3 separate regions of the Mus musculus genome follow, and regions 1 and 3 are each linked to region 2. The links are chromatin contacts, called in public Hi-C and HiChIP or PLAC-seq maps. All regions are on one chromosome and are shown on one strand. Each heading gives the region's core, a stretch centred on a gene start, on an enhancer-like site or on the middle of the called end of the contact. The rest is flanking DNA. Distances are from core to core; before and after follow the strand shown.

Evidence for each region. Hi-C and Micro-C count contacts between places; a contact is called where the count stands out from the background. HiChIP or PLAC-seq counts read pairs in DNA pulled down with a chosen protein or histone mark.
Region 1: a Hi-C map of muscle stem cells shows a contact between it and region 2, with 1.7 times the contacts expected there. The contact joins the enhancer-like site here to the promoter of Lipt2 in region 2. A contact is called at or near these places in 1 of 15 datasets of contacts at CTCF or cohesin (CD8 T cells), 2 of 484 Hi-C or Micro-C datasets (muscle stem cells and nephron progenitors) and 2 of 9 other capture datasets (adipose tissue and pancreatic islet).
Region 3: a contact with region 2 is called in an H3K4me3 HiChIP or PLAC-seq map of bone marrow-derived macrophages, with 2.7 times the contacts expected there. The contact joins the enhancer-like site here to the promoter of Lipt2 in region 2. A contact is called at or near these places in 1 of 39 promoter capture datasets (maxillary cranial neural crest), 3 of 484 Hi-C or Micro-C datasets (bone marrow-derived macrophages and erythroblasts), 3 of 115 datasets of contacts at active chromatin or transcription factors (bone marrow-derived macrophages and embryonic stem cells) and 3 of 9 other capture datasets (adipose tissue, liver and pancreatic islet).

The regions. Positions count from the first base shown.
Region 1 is chr7:100,072,739-100,077,018 of GRCm38.p6, forward strand. No RefSeq gene overlaps it. Among named protein-coding and RNA genes, the nearest start is that of Pold3, 47 kb to the right of the region's middle. Within about 2 kb of position 1,798, at least 9 of the 459 cell types and tissues checked have an H3K27ac peak or open chromatin away from gene starts, as enhancers often do. A contact at or near this core is called in muscle stem cells, where this site is marked.
Region 2 is chr7:100,156,944-100,160,889 of GRCm38.p6, forward strand. Lipt2 (lipoyl(octanoyl) transferase 2 (putative)) reads left to right here and starts at 2,334. Exons shown (of 2, transcript NM_026010.2): 1 at 2,334-2,804; 2 at 3,231-3,946. The coding sequence starts at 2,339. The coding sequence ends at 3,460. Gm51452 (a long non-coding RNA gene) reads right to left here and starts at 3,233. Exons shown (of 2, transcript XR_003946658.1): 1 at 3,152-3,233; 2 at 1-1,188.
Region 3 is chr7:100,241,400-100,245,322 of GRCm38.p6, forward strand. The region is part of intron 1 of Pgm2l1 (phosphoglucomutase 2-like 1); the gene reads left to right. Among named protein-coding and RNA genes, the nearest start is that of Pgm2l1, 16 kb to the left of the region's middle. Within about 2 kb of position 1,387, at least 7 of the 459 cell types and tissues checked have an H3K27ac peak or open chromatin away from gene starts, as enhancers often do. A contact at or near this core is called in bone marrow-derived macrophages, where this site is marked.

The sequences.
Region 1 (4,280 bases), core at 548-3,047, 85 kb before region 2:
GGAGAGATGGCTCAGAGGTTAACGGCAGAGCACTGGTTACTCTTCCAGAGACCCAGGTTCGATTGCTAGTATACAGACAGTAGCTCACAACTATCTGTAACTCCAGTTGCAGGGGATTTTCGGCCCTCTGGTGGCCTCTGTGGGCACCGGGCACACACATGGTACACAGACACATGAACAGGTAAAACCCCCATAGACATGCTATGTAAAGTGCTTTAAACATCTGTTGTCCAAAGGAGCCTTTGGCAAGAAGGTCTAAGAATGATCCAGAATGCTTCTGCCATTTGTTTGTGCTTCTCAAAACATGAGCACGGTGCTAAGGAAGACTCTGCTGTCCAGGTTTGTTTATCAGACATTCAGTCTTCCTAGTAGAAGGCTTTTAGGCCCAGGGTTTAGCTACCTCAAGGATAGAAAGAAGAAGCAGACTCACGCCCTCACACTTGTGTAGCAAGCAGTGTAATAACTGAGCCACCTCCCCAGTTAATATTTCTTTATGAATGTACATATTTGGCTACTTCTCTCAAAACTTCATTTGGGCAAGTCCTTTTTCTGGCTTTGCCATTAACTTTTCAAGGCTTGCCAGAATGCTCAGCACAGAGACACAGGGCAATTTCTTGATATTCCTTTTCTTTGAGATAGGGACTCATGTTGCCCAGGCTGATCTTGAACTTGCAATGTAGCTGAGGATGACTTTGAACTTCTGATCCACCGCACATGTCCCAGAATGCCATTTTATTTGGGACTGCAGAATGAACCTGGGGCTTTGCACTAGGCAAGTACTCTACCAAATGAGCCACATTGCCAGCTCCTTTTGAGTAAACTCTTGAAATCTTAAGAGAGAGAGATCCAAAGCCTTCATTTTAGAGTTGACAAAACTGAACCCAAAGAAGATAAATGACTTTCCTAGAATCACAAGCCAATGAATCAAAGAAGCAGTTTTGGAACTCATTCATTCATCCATTCATTCGTTCTTTTCTAAGCACCTGCTGTGCTTCAAGCATTGTCCCAGCTTCAGTGATAGAATGATGGACAGGACAGTCTCTGACTTCCTGAAAAAGTTGTATTGTGGTGGTGACTGCCCATAAGCCAATACCCTAACAGATGCTAGTGATAAGTGCTATGAAGACTGTGTGTCATAGATCTCTACCCTCCCCCCAAAAAATAAAAAAAAAAAAAAGGAAACCTAACCAGTCAGCCTTCAAACTCTTGCTTTTTTGGCTTTTGAGGGCCAGGCTCTTTTCACTACACCACTATGTCTGCCTGAAGTAAACAAACAAAGTCCTAATTTACAAGGCTCCCTCAGCTGCCTGTGTGTGCACTTGGTGGAGTTTACACCCCATGCTGTCCTGAAAGAGGGCCAACACCATCAGAAGCAGCAGCTGACTGGCTTGCCTGCTGAAACAGGTGTCCAGGCGCTGGCCAGACTGGCTTCTGCTGCTTTGAAACTTTACATCTGGTGCCGAAAGAGAGGAGGAGTGTGTTGGAATAAGACAGCTATTGAGCCAGTGGACTGAGGAGGGCTGGAGTTGGCTGATCTGGAAAATGATGCAAACCACAAGGGGACAGTCCTGAGGAGCCACCAGAGAAAACAGATGGATTTGAGCTGCAGGCATGACCACTATCTGAGCACCCTAGGCATCGCTGGGGAAGGCCTCACCACCGCTGGGGATCTGTTTATTTCTTTGTCAATCATGACATCCTCTGATGTTGCACTTAGGGAAACAGAATGTGTACTGTGACTGCTGGCTTCCCTCTGTACTGTCCAGGTAGGGCTGCGGCTGAAGCAAGGTTTTCTATTTGCACATGGAATGGCACATGGCCAACCTAGAAGGCAGGGGAGCTGGTGGATCAGAGGAAACCAGTAGATCAACAACTGGGCACTCTCCCAAGGTTGCCCACTCAAACACTGGCCCACCAGCACTCATTCCTCATTTTGTTATGACGTCAGTTTTGAGGCTGATGTGTTATTTTGTAACATAAAGTGGACACTTGAATAAAACTGAATTGGAAAAAAATTAATGAAGTATGACAACTCATTTTTCTTACAGTTGTAAGATTAATGGCCAAAGCATAGAGCTAGAAATAATAATAGTTCTTGTTGACCAACCACTGGGAACATTTATTATCTCTAGTCCTCACAGGAACCTATTCGCTTAGCAAAGTAGGTGACTCAGAAACTAACCTAGACCCTTAAGGCCTCTCAGAAACTGCATGACCAACCAAAGAGCATATACAGGCTGGATCTAGGCCTCCCTGCACATAGTAACAGATGTGCAGCTTGGTCTTCATATGGGTCCCAAACAACTGGAACAGAGGCTATCCCAAAAGCTGTTGCCTGTACATTGGATATGTTCTAGCTGGGCTGCCTTGTCTGGCCTCAGTGGGAGAAGATGCACCTAGCCCACTGAGACTTGATGGGGGGAGGGATACCCAGGGGCCCCCATCCTCTCAAGTAGAAGGGGAGGGGGAGGAGGGAAGGATTGGAAACTGTCTCTGAGGTAACAGTGGGTTGGGAATGTGGTTCCAGCTGTAGTGTTTATGCAGCATGCACAAAGGCTTGGGCCCAGTCGCCAGCACCACATAAATCGACAGTGGCAGGCACATGCATAACACTTGGGATGTAGAAGCAGGAGGTTCTAAGTTCAAGGTCACCATTGACCACTTAGTGAGTAGTTTGGGTTACATGAGACCCTATTTCAAAACAATTCACATTGATGGTAAATGGGCACTGAGCTCCATCTAACCAACACAACTCTGAAGACCAAATATATATATATATATATATATATATATATATATAAAACAATACAGTGTCCATCTCTAGGTGCTCTGGGACTTCTAAAGTATAGAGGCTGGGAGTCTATATAATTCATACTAAAAACTCGGCTACATGCCCGATAGCCAGTTAGGATATGGGAATTATACCCATTTCCCACATTTTAGGAATGAACTTTGAGGTTCATGGCAAAGACAGCCTTTATTGCTTGAGAAATATTGTACCACATGTCCCAAGTGCAATGACTTCAGTGGATGCCTAGCTAGGCAGCCTCTGGATTTCTTAATTCATATAACTGAGCTGACCACACTTTGTAACGCTGTTATCAAGTGTACAGAAACACCTGGCTATCCAGTAGGTACATGGTAAACACGGCTTGGGCTGGGCTTAGATGACCAGCCTGAGAGTATGGGTCACTTTGGCCCAGAGGATTCCAGAGAGCTGCTGTCATCCCAGGTCTAAATCAGAGTGTATGCATGTGCGTCAGAGAAGGGACCCCATGAGTCCTGAGAGGCACTGTGGAACCAATCCCATCTCCATGCTTTAACCAGGACCATGGCTCAGGCAAGAGCCAAAGGATTTCCAAACAGGAGATGACCCAACGAAGGCTAATCACCCCACGCTGAAGTCACTCCTAACGTTCTCCTGTCCTGGGTTTCCAGCGGGATCAAGGCAGTCATCTGTTAAGAATGGAACAAAATCCAACTTCAAATTCTTTTCCTCTGCTTGTCCTCTCAAGATGCAGTTGCAGCTTGGCTCTGGCTTCATGTTGTAGCTCACAGCTCTCTTCAGGCCGTTAAGGATGATTTTTCTAGTGTACGAATCTGACACATTAAAATTCTTTGCATAGTGCAAAGTCTAAACTATTTAGCAAAGACCCTGACTACTTGGCGTTCTAATCCTCTAAACTACTGATAACGGGAAGCTCTGTGCTCGCTCATGTCCCTGTCCCCCTCCTCCTTCCATGTGCCTTTCCCATTCCCACCTGGCAAACTACAGTCTGCTCAAGATGTCAACTCCAGCACTTCCACCCTGAGTTTATCTCCCCTTAATCCCTCAGGCAGGCAAGTCAGAAAAAGTTCAGGCTTCAAGTCAGAAGGTCCAGGGTCCACCTTTGCCCCTTCCAGGCTAGCCAGAATATCAGCCAAAGAAAAGGCCTCCTTCTCCAGCTGACTCCAGTTTTCCAGGTAAGGAGATAGATCTGGGCCATTATGGACAAAGGCTCAGGACCCTATAACACCATCCCTCACCCACGATCAGCAATTTTAAAGTTATTTGTTTTGATCCTTATGTGGAGTCAGTCTCCATACAGGTCTGCTAAGCACAAACATGTAAAGACGCTGGCTCTTCTATCTATTCATTTAAACTTTATTATTAAAAATAAATGTCGGGCGTGGTGGCGCACGCCTTTAATCCCAGCACTCAGGAGGCAGAGGCAGGCGGATTTCTGAGTTCGAGGCCAGCCTGGTCTACAAAGTGAGCTCCAGGACAGCCAGGGCTATAC
Region 2 (3,946 bases), core at 1,084-3,583:
TTGGGATAGCATTGGAAATATAAATGAAATAAATACCCAATAAAAAAGAAAGAGTAAATGTATCCAACTATATTTCTAACATAGCATTCTCATGACAGACAGTAGATGCATTGATGATTTTAAATTTTTTAGAGTGTCTAACACATGACAAATATTATCTAAGTGGTAACTATTATCTGTGCTCTAGAGCCATGGGACTGGCAAGGGGCAGGTAATGAGTCTAATCCAGGATAACCGAGGTAGATTAGAGTCAGCAGAGGTTCAGATGTAGTGTTGAGGGAAATAAGAGGGGGGCAGGGTGGGGAGGGAGACTCTAGGCTGAGCCTGGCGGGTGTAGATTGGATTCAGCATGCTACGAGTAAACACCTTTTACAACAATGACCTCCTTAGGTCCTGAAAATTTGGGATCATTTTAGGGGCTTGGAGGCTGCCACATGGCCTTGGTGAAGGGTCTCAGTTCAATGACACCCACAACAAATGATTTAAACGGTTGTTCTTTCATTCTGCAAATATCTACTAAGGCCCTATAGGTGTCAGACACTAGTTAGAGGAGATGAGGACCCAAGAATCAAACTGTGTATCACCTACCCCATAGGAGTGCAAACACACAGTGACGGAACAGAAGATGTACCCAGATCCCTGGCTTTCCTCCTTATTCTGCTTCACACCAGGACAAGTATTCAGCAGGAACACTGAGTTCATCTTGTGCAGGAACCAAATCGCTGCAGTTACTTTCCCCACCCTACACGGAATTATTAATAAGATTTAGGTGCTCTGGAACAGGGTTTCCCAATGTCTCTTCTTCTCCCAGAGCCTGGAGCTATCTCAATGTTTATTTTTTAAACCACATCCCCATGTTGATGACTCACAATAACTTTTGTCATCCGCTCTGAAACCTGCTATTATATATGTTTGCCCATGCCAGTCTGTCCGCCTTATTAATTCTTGGCATTGAGCCTCACTCTGGTTGGTATTCTGTTCTTCCTCTTTCTGCTTCCTGGCCCACCCACACTCAGTGTTACTGGAGCTATTAACAGTCAAAGTCCATCCCAGCACGTAGGAGGCAGAGGCAGGAGGATCTTCTGTGATGGAGGAGGGAGGGGAGAACCTGCATGGCAGAGGTGGAGGGGTTCAGAGAGTGAGAAAGTCCACAGTGCAACGATGTAGGCTCAGGCTTTAGGCCGATATCTGAAAAGGAAATAAAGAAAAGGGGAAAAAATTAGTGGTCAGTGCAGATCTGAGATTATGTCCCAGGTTAGAATACCACACCAGAGACACACAGTGTGGTTAGAAACAGGGGCTGGTTATTAAAAAAAGAAAAACACTCCCAAGAATGGGCGTGAGCTAGTGGGCTAAGTAAAAGCCTTGGGGACTGAGGGCTCAGGACCCTTTATAAGACTTTGATAAGACATCTACCTCTCCAAATTGTAGTTCTGGGGACTTTTCTGGCACATTCTCTGTTGTATAAAGCTCAGGTCAGGAAGGGTTTCTGGGCCAATTAATCACAATTAATCTTGATATTCTGGCTTCCCGTCCCCTGTCCTTCCCTCGGCTTCTGGGACTGGGTTGTATGATGACTCAAGCTGGAGCTCCCTTCAGAGATCAGGGCTTCATAATGGAAGCAACTCCTACAAAGGTAACGGTGCCTTCCCAGGAGTAGCTTGTTTTTGTGACCCATCTATGTAGGATGTCCCATTTGCTTTAATCTAGAATAATTCTAATGGGTCAGGCCAGACTCGGAGCATTCCTGGGGGATAGCTAAGGAAAGAATCTAATGCAACTATTTCTCTGCTCAACTACAGCTTCTGCCTAATCCTGTTTCTTTCAAGTCTTATATATCTTGAAGTACCTGCTACGTCCCACACCGATCCACAATAAACCTCTTTGCACACTAGTCTCCCTTTCAGTTTTCGAGGAACTCAACATATTACTGAATTCTGTTTTTCTTTCCATCATTGAGGAAAATACGTAATAAATAAATTAATTAAATTAAAAAAAAGAATTTACATGGTGAAACAGAAAGACAATTTCTGAATATTGTCAAAAAAAAAAACTTTAATATTAGCTTGTCAGCTGTGAACACCTAAGCTTCCAGGGTTGGATCTTCGTTTCTCAAATACTCTACACTGCACGGTCCAAGTTCCTGCAGAACACAGAACATACTAAAAAATGATTATTGGAATGAATGGGTGGTTAAGACCAATCCTGCCTGGACTTCGGGTCACACAGGTAGGCGGGAACTGAAGCTCCACTCGGGCTGAAGCTCAGGGGCGTGGCCCAGAGTCCCCGCCCCGAGACCCGCCAGAAGGCGTGGCCCACGCACGCCGCCTCCCGCGCGATGTCGCTGCCTGTGGTCCGGCTCGTTTGGCTTGGTCGGGTGCACTACTCGGAGCTGCTGGCGTTGCAGGAGCATTGGCTACGGCGGCTACAGGCAGACCCTCGCCCTGGGACCCTGTCGGGGACCAAAGCGGGTGTGCTCTTGGTCTGCGAGCCAGCGGGGCCCGTATACACGGGCGGGCTACGCGGTGGCCTGACACCCGAGGAGACTACGCGGCTGAGGGCCTTGGGCGCCGAGGTGCGCGCCACCGGCCGCGGCGGCCTGGCCACTTTCCACGGCCCGGGCCAGTTGCTCTGCCACCCGGTGCTTGACTTGCGGCTCCTAGGCCTGCGCCTGCGCACCCACGTGGCGGCGCTGGAGGCGTGCGCCGTGCGACTGTGCGAACTTCGGGGCCTGCAGGGCGCCCGCGCGCGGCCGCCGCCCTACACTGGCGTCTGGCTGGGGGAGCGCAAGATCTGCGCGATCGGTGAGCGCGCCGGGGCGGGACCGGGGCGGAGCCTGGGCAGGGCTAACATCGGGGAGCGCTGGGCTGGACATGAACTCTGGGCATGAGCCACTGACCTCCCTCATGGAGCTGAGACAAAAGAGTCCTCTAGTTCAGTATGAATTGCCAGGTTTCTTCCTGTGACTCATAACGGGAGACAGGATGCCAAAATTTAAAACTTCCAATGCAAACGCAATTCTTGTGTTAAACGAATCTCGAAAATAAGGGCAGCTGATGTGTAACCACAGCCCCCACCGCCATTGACTTAGCCCCCAGATCCAGTCAGTGTTCCATCCAAGTTTCAAGGGATTGTGCCCAGGCCTCCTTACCTTTCAGCCCCAGAGGGATCCTGAGGCTCCCAAAGAAGGGAAGTATAACTATGCTAAGATATTTTGGCTTGTCTTGCAGGAGTCCGCTGTGGAAGACACATCACGTCCCACGGCTTGGCTCTGAACTGTTCAACCGACCTCACATGGTTTGAGCACATTGTGCCTTGTGGACTGGTTGGAACTGGAGTCACTTCCCTGAGTGAGGCGCTTCAAAGACTTGTCACTGTGGATGAAGTAATGCCATCATTCCTTGTGGCATTCAAGGAGACTTTCAAGTGCACGTTAATCTCTGAGGACAGCCCCAGCTGAAGGACATTCATTCACCTTATCCTTGGGATGATGGTTCTACAATAGAAAGCTTCTAGTCTGACTGAGTCCCCAGAACTACTCTGATTCACTGACCATGACAGGCCCTGAGCAATTGCTAGTCTGACTGAGTCCCCAGAACTACTCTGATTCACTGACCATGACAGGCCCTGAGCAATTGCTCCCTGTATCTCCTCACCTACCTCAGACGACATTATGAAAATACTATGAAAAGTCACAGGCTACCTAAAGCATCCCCATGACCATTAACACCTGTTAATGGAGACACTCCAGTGTTATTATCAACTGCCATTTCCTAATTACTTGCTACTTTTTCAGTGCTAACAGCAATTGTATCAGTTGTATCTAACAGCAGTTTTGACTCTTAGGTTTTTTGAGTTCTGTGGGAACCAAATCTCTGTGAGGCCCAGGGAAGTGATAAAGTTACTCTTCTCAGGAGACCTGGGTCTTTCTTCAGTAAAGGAGAAA
Region 3 (3,923 bases), core at 137-2,636, 84 kb after region 2:
TTTTTGTTTTGCAGACAGGTCTAAGTGTTCTTCTACAAAGGGAAGCTATATTTCAATATGATGTGACTTAGTAGTACTCATTTGAATATTGGAGGTCTTTCATTCTTATGACAGACCCTACCTGTAACCACCAGCATTTTTTAAGTTTAAAAAGAAACACAGTTATTGTATTGTAATGCCTAGAACACTATCCAATACTAAATACTCTTCAAATGTTGACAATTCAGACTAGTCCAGAAAACATGTGACTAGACACTGGAAGTGTCTCTGGACTTTATTCCAGGGAATCTCTTTAGAAAGCCTGATGTAAACTGTGATCTTGTTTCACTTAGGGCTGAATATTCTCCATTCTTCTCTGTACTTTGGCCAATTGTAGGTGTCTGTTAACCACTATCTACCACAAATAGAAATTTTCTCAGATGAGAGCTGGGAGTTGCACTGATCCATTAGAAGCTGACTTACTACTATGTCCATTTAGCAGAATAATAGCATAGTAAGTTCTCCCGTAGGACCTGGCCATAGGTTCTTGTCCCGGCAATGGTGCCAGGTCTGGGTTTGATCTTGTGGAGTGAGTGGGACTTCAATCCAGTCAGAAAGTGATTGGTCTCTCCTTTGATGTTCTTGCCACAATTCCACACTGTGCACTGGGCATGTCTGCATGCCAGTCATTAGTAAAGCTCTCAGGGTGTTCCCAGCTGGGCGACTGATGGTTACTTTTCTCCCTTAGGAGTCTTCATAGAACCTTCTATCACTGAAAATTAGCCAGTAGAGATGAAGCTTCCTCGTCAATACCAGCTTTATTTCTCCATATTCTATGACTCAAATATGTCTTCAGCAGTAAAGCCCATAAATAAAATCAAGGAGTGGGGGGTAAATAAGAGCAGTGGTAATCTATAATGTTTGGAGGGGAAGTCTATGGGATCTCAGTAGCCAACAACTCTAAAAGGAGTAAGCTATTCCTGGCACTGGACTTTAAAAGGTTCATAAAGAGGCAAAGAATGAATCTAGAGTCTGGTACTACTACTTAAGAATGGTAGAACTACCATATGACCACTTATGGATTCAGGGTCAGCACTAAATGGACGAAATCCCTGCCTTGAGTCATTTGAGTGGCCTGAAAGTTAGGCTAAAATCAGCTTAGTTTGCTGTTGATTTCAGGAACCCAAGAAAAGAGAAGAAAGAAATCTCTCTCTATATAAGGGGAAGTACATTCATTTTTGTTCTTGTTGTTTTAAGAAAGGACCTCAGATAGCCCAGAGTAGCCTTAAACTTATTCTGTAGACAAAAATGACCTTAAATCGCTGATCGTTTTGCTTGGATTGCGGCTACAGTGCTTGGCTTCAGCAGAAAACACCTTCACTACAGTCCTCAATTTGCTCCTATTAATAACAAATATAATATAACCCAGTGTAGAGTCAGTTAGCCAGATCCATAAAGAAACAGGTCAATATATACAATTCCCCACAAAAACAAATGTACTACAAACTGACTTGTAGAGTGCTCCATGCTAATTATGATATACAGACTTTAAAATAACTGTCGATTGCCAAATCTAAGAGGTTAAAAAGAGAAACTTAAAAACTAGGCAGAGAAGTGAAAATAATCCAAAAGCTTGTATTTTTTTTAATGTAAGTTCTGATTCTGAAATAACATAGAAAATTATACCAAAACTAAAAACTTGGTGAACAAATTTAGTAAAATTCAGGGTTAAAGAGAGAATTATTAACCTACAAGAAAGGGCAGCAGTAGGGCAGCAGGAAGTATTGAAGATGAAGCCTGTAGTGACAGAGTGATAATAGGAAGACTAAAGAGGTAGTATGGGTGTGAGGCCTGAGATAATATAATTTAGTTCTCAGATCCATCGGATTGAAGTCACCTAAGGAGAGGAAAGAGAGTAGACCAGCAACAGTACTTAAAGAGATTATAGCTGTGAACTTTCCTAAGCTAATGAATAATTCCCATCTATGGATTAACTTTGGTATTAATGTATGCTCTAAGCTTACCTATAAAATTACAGTTATACCTAATTATATTACTCCAAACAAGAAAGAAAAGAATAAGAGCATTAACAAAGAACAGTCATATTTTAGTTGTATTTTAATGCATACACACACACACACACACACACACACACACACACACACACACACATGTACAAGTTACCGCTTTCAAAAATAGCTGGGGTCATTTATTTCCTTCACCTCACATTCTTTGTCTTTCTGCATGACTTGGTCATGGCTCAGTTGAAAGTCACAATCTGTGATCCCTCTCCCATAACTTGGGTGAGTCTTTGTCACAACCTCAGGAAATAGCAGGAGCAGTGGAAGTAAGCTGATTGTGCAGGGCTAGGCCAGGAAAGGTGGCAGAACTGCTCCCTGGCTGGCTTCCTTTTAGGAGACTTGCCCTTAGAACCCAGCATTGTGAGGAAGCCCAGACTACAAGGAGTGCCTCTTGTAGATACTCCATTTAATAGCATGGGTCCTAGCTAACAGCTATCATCACTGTCAGATACATGATAGACAAGACTGGAGTTTATTCCAACAAGCAGATCTTTGAGTCTTTCAACAGAGGCCTCAGACACTACCTGTCTACAGAAACTGTGGAGGATAGTAAGTAGTTATTGATTTTGGCCTTAAAGTTGGAATGATTTATTATCCAGCCATAGTAAATTCATCCTTCTTCCATAGCTCGCTCTTAAAAACTATTAAAATTAAATCATGAAGCCATTTTCACCTAAAAATTAAAATCAGATGAAAATTGTATCTTGATTTAATTGTAATTTCTAAGTTACTGTGAAGAGCTAGTCTAGTAGTGAAAGAGTAGTTGGTGTGCTGCGTTGGCTGTCATTTCAAACTCTACAAATCTAATACTGAAATCATTATGTTTCTACTCCCAGCTTGTCCCCCATCCCCTCCAACATTCAGTTCACACTCACATTTCACTTATCAGGTCAGACCTTGCCGCCTTCAGATCCCTTTTATTAGTTCATCCTAGCTTAAAAACTTAGTTCAAATACTGATCTATCACCCAGAACCCATGCATACTCTGTGGAAACTGCCCTTTTCCTTATCTTTCCACCTCGCTACATATTTGTAAGATCCTCTTCCTACCAATGGGGCACATAGTATGTGCTTGGCAAATAGGTATTTTCATTTAATTAGTTTTAATTATTTTTCTGTTCTGTGTGTACGAGTGTTTTGCCTACATGTTTGTCTGTGTACTATGATCATGCCTAAGTGTCCAAGAAGGCCAGAAGAGAATATCATAGCCCCTGGAACTGGAGTTATTGTGAGCCACCATGTGGATGCTAGAATTGAACCTGGATCCTTGGCAAAAGCAGCCATTGTTCTTAACAACCAAGCCATCTCTCCAACTGTATACTTGTTTTTATACTGCTAGAGATCAAAGCTGGGGCCTGTGCACTGAGCTAGCACTCTGCCAGTGTGCTATATCTCCAGGAAGGCTTTACAATACAATGGATATTTTAACTTTCACACTAATCCTTCCCTATCTAATATTATACTTAAGGGAGAACAATGTTGTATTTTAAAACTTACTTTCCAGTTGTGGTCTAGTTAACACTTTCATTTCTTGGGTTTTATTTTTCCCAGAAAAATGATTTTTTAAAAGTAAATTTTGTTTTATATGATGAGTATAGTCATAAAGCTTCTTATCTAGGCCAATTTAATGCTAATTTGAGTAAAATTTTTTAAAGATGGGGAAATTAAATTTAGAATTAAACACAGTTTTGTTTTGTTTTTCAACTTGGAGAAACACTCCTTTAACATGATTGTATTTTGGGCCATTTCTCTGGGAATCCCGAGTATCGACCTGGCCAGTGTCTCTCTTCCTGGCCAGTATTTAATAAAGCTTACTTCAGTTGGGAAGAACATGATTATATTTTGAAGCTAATAACCAGTCAT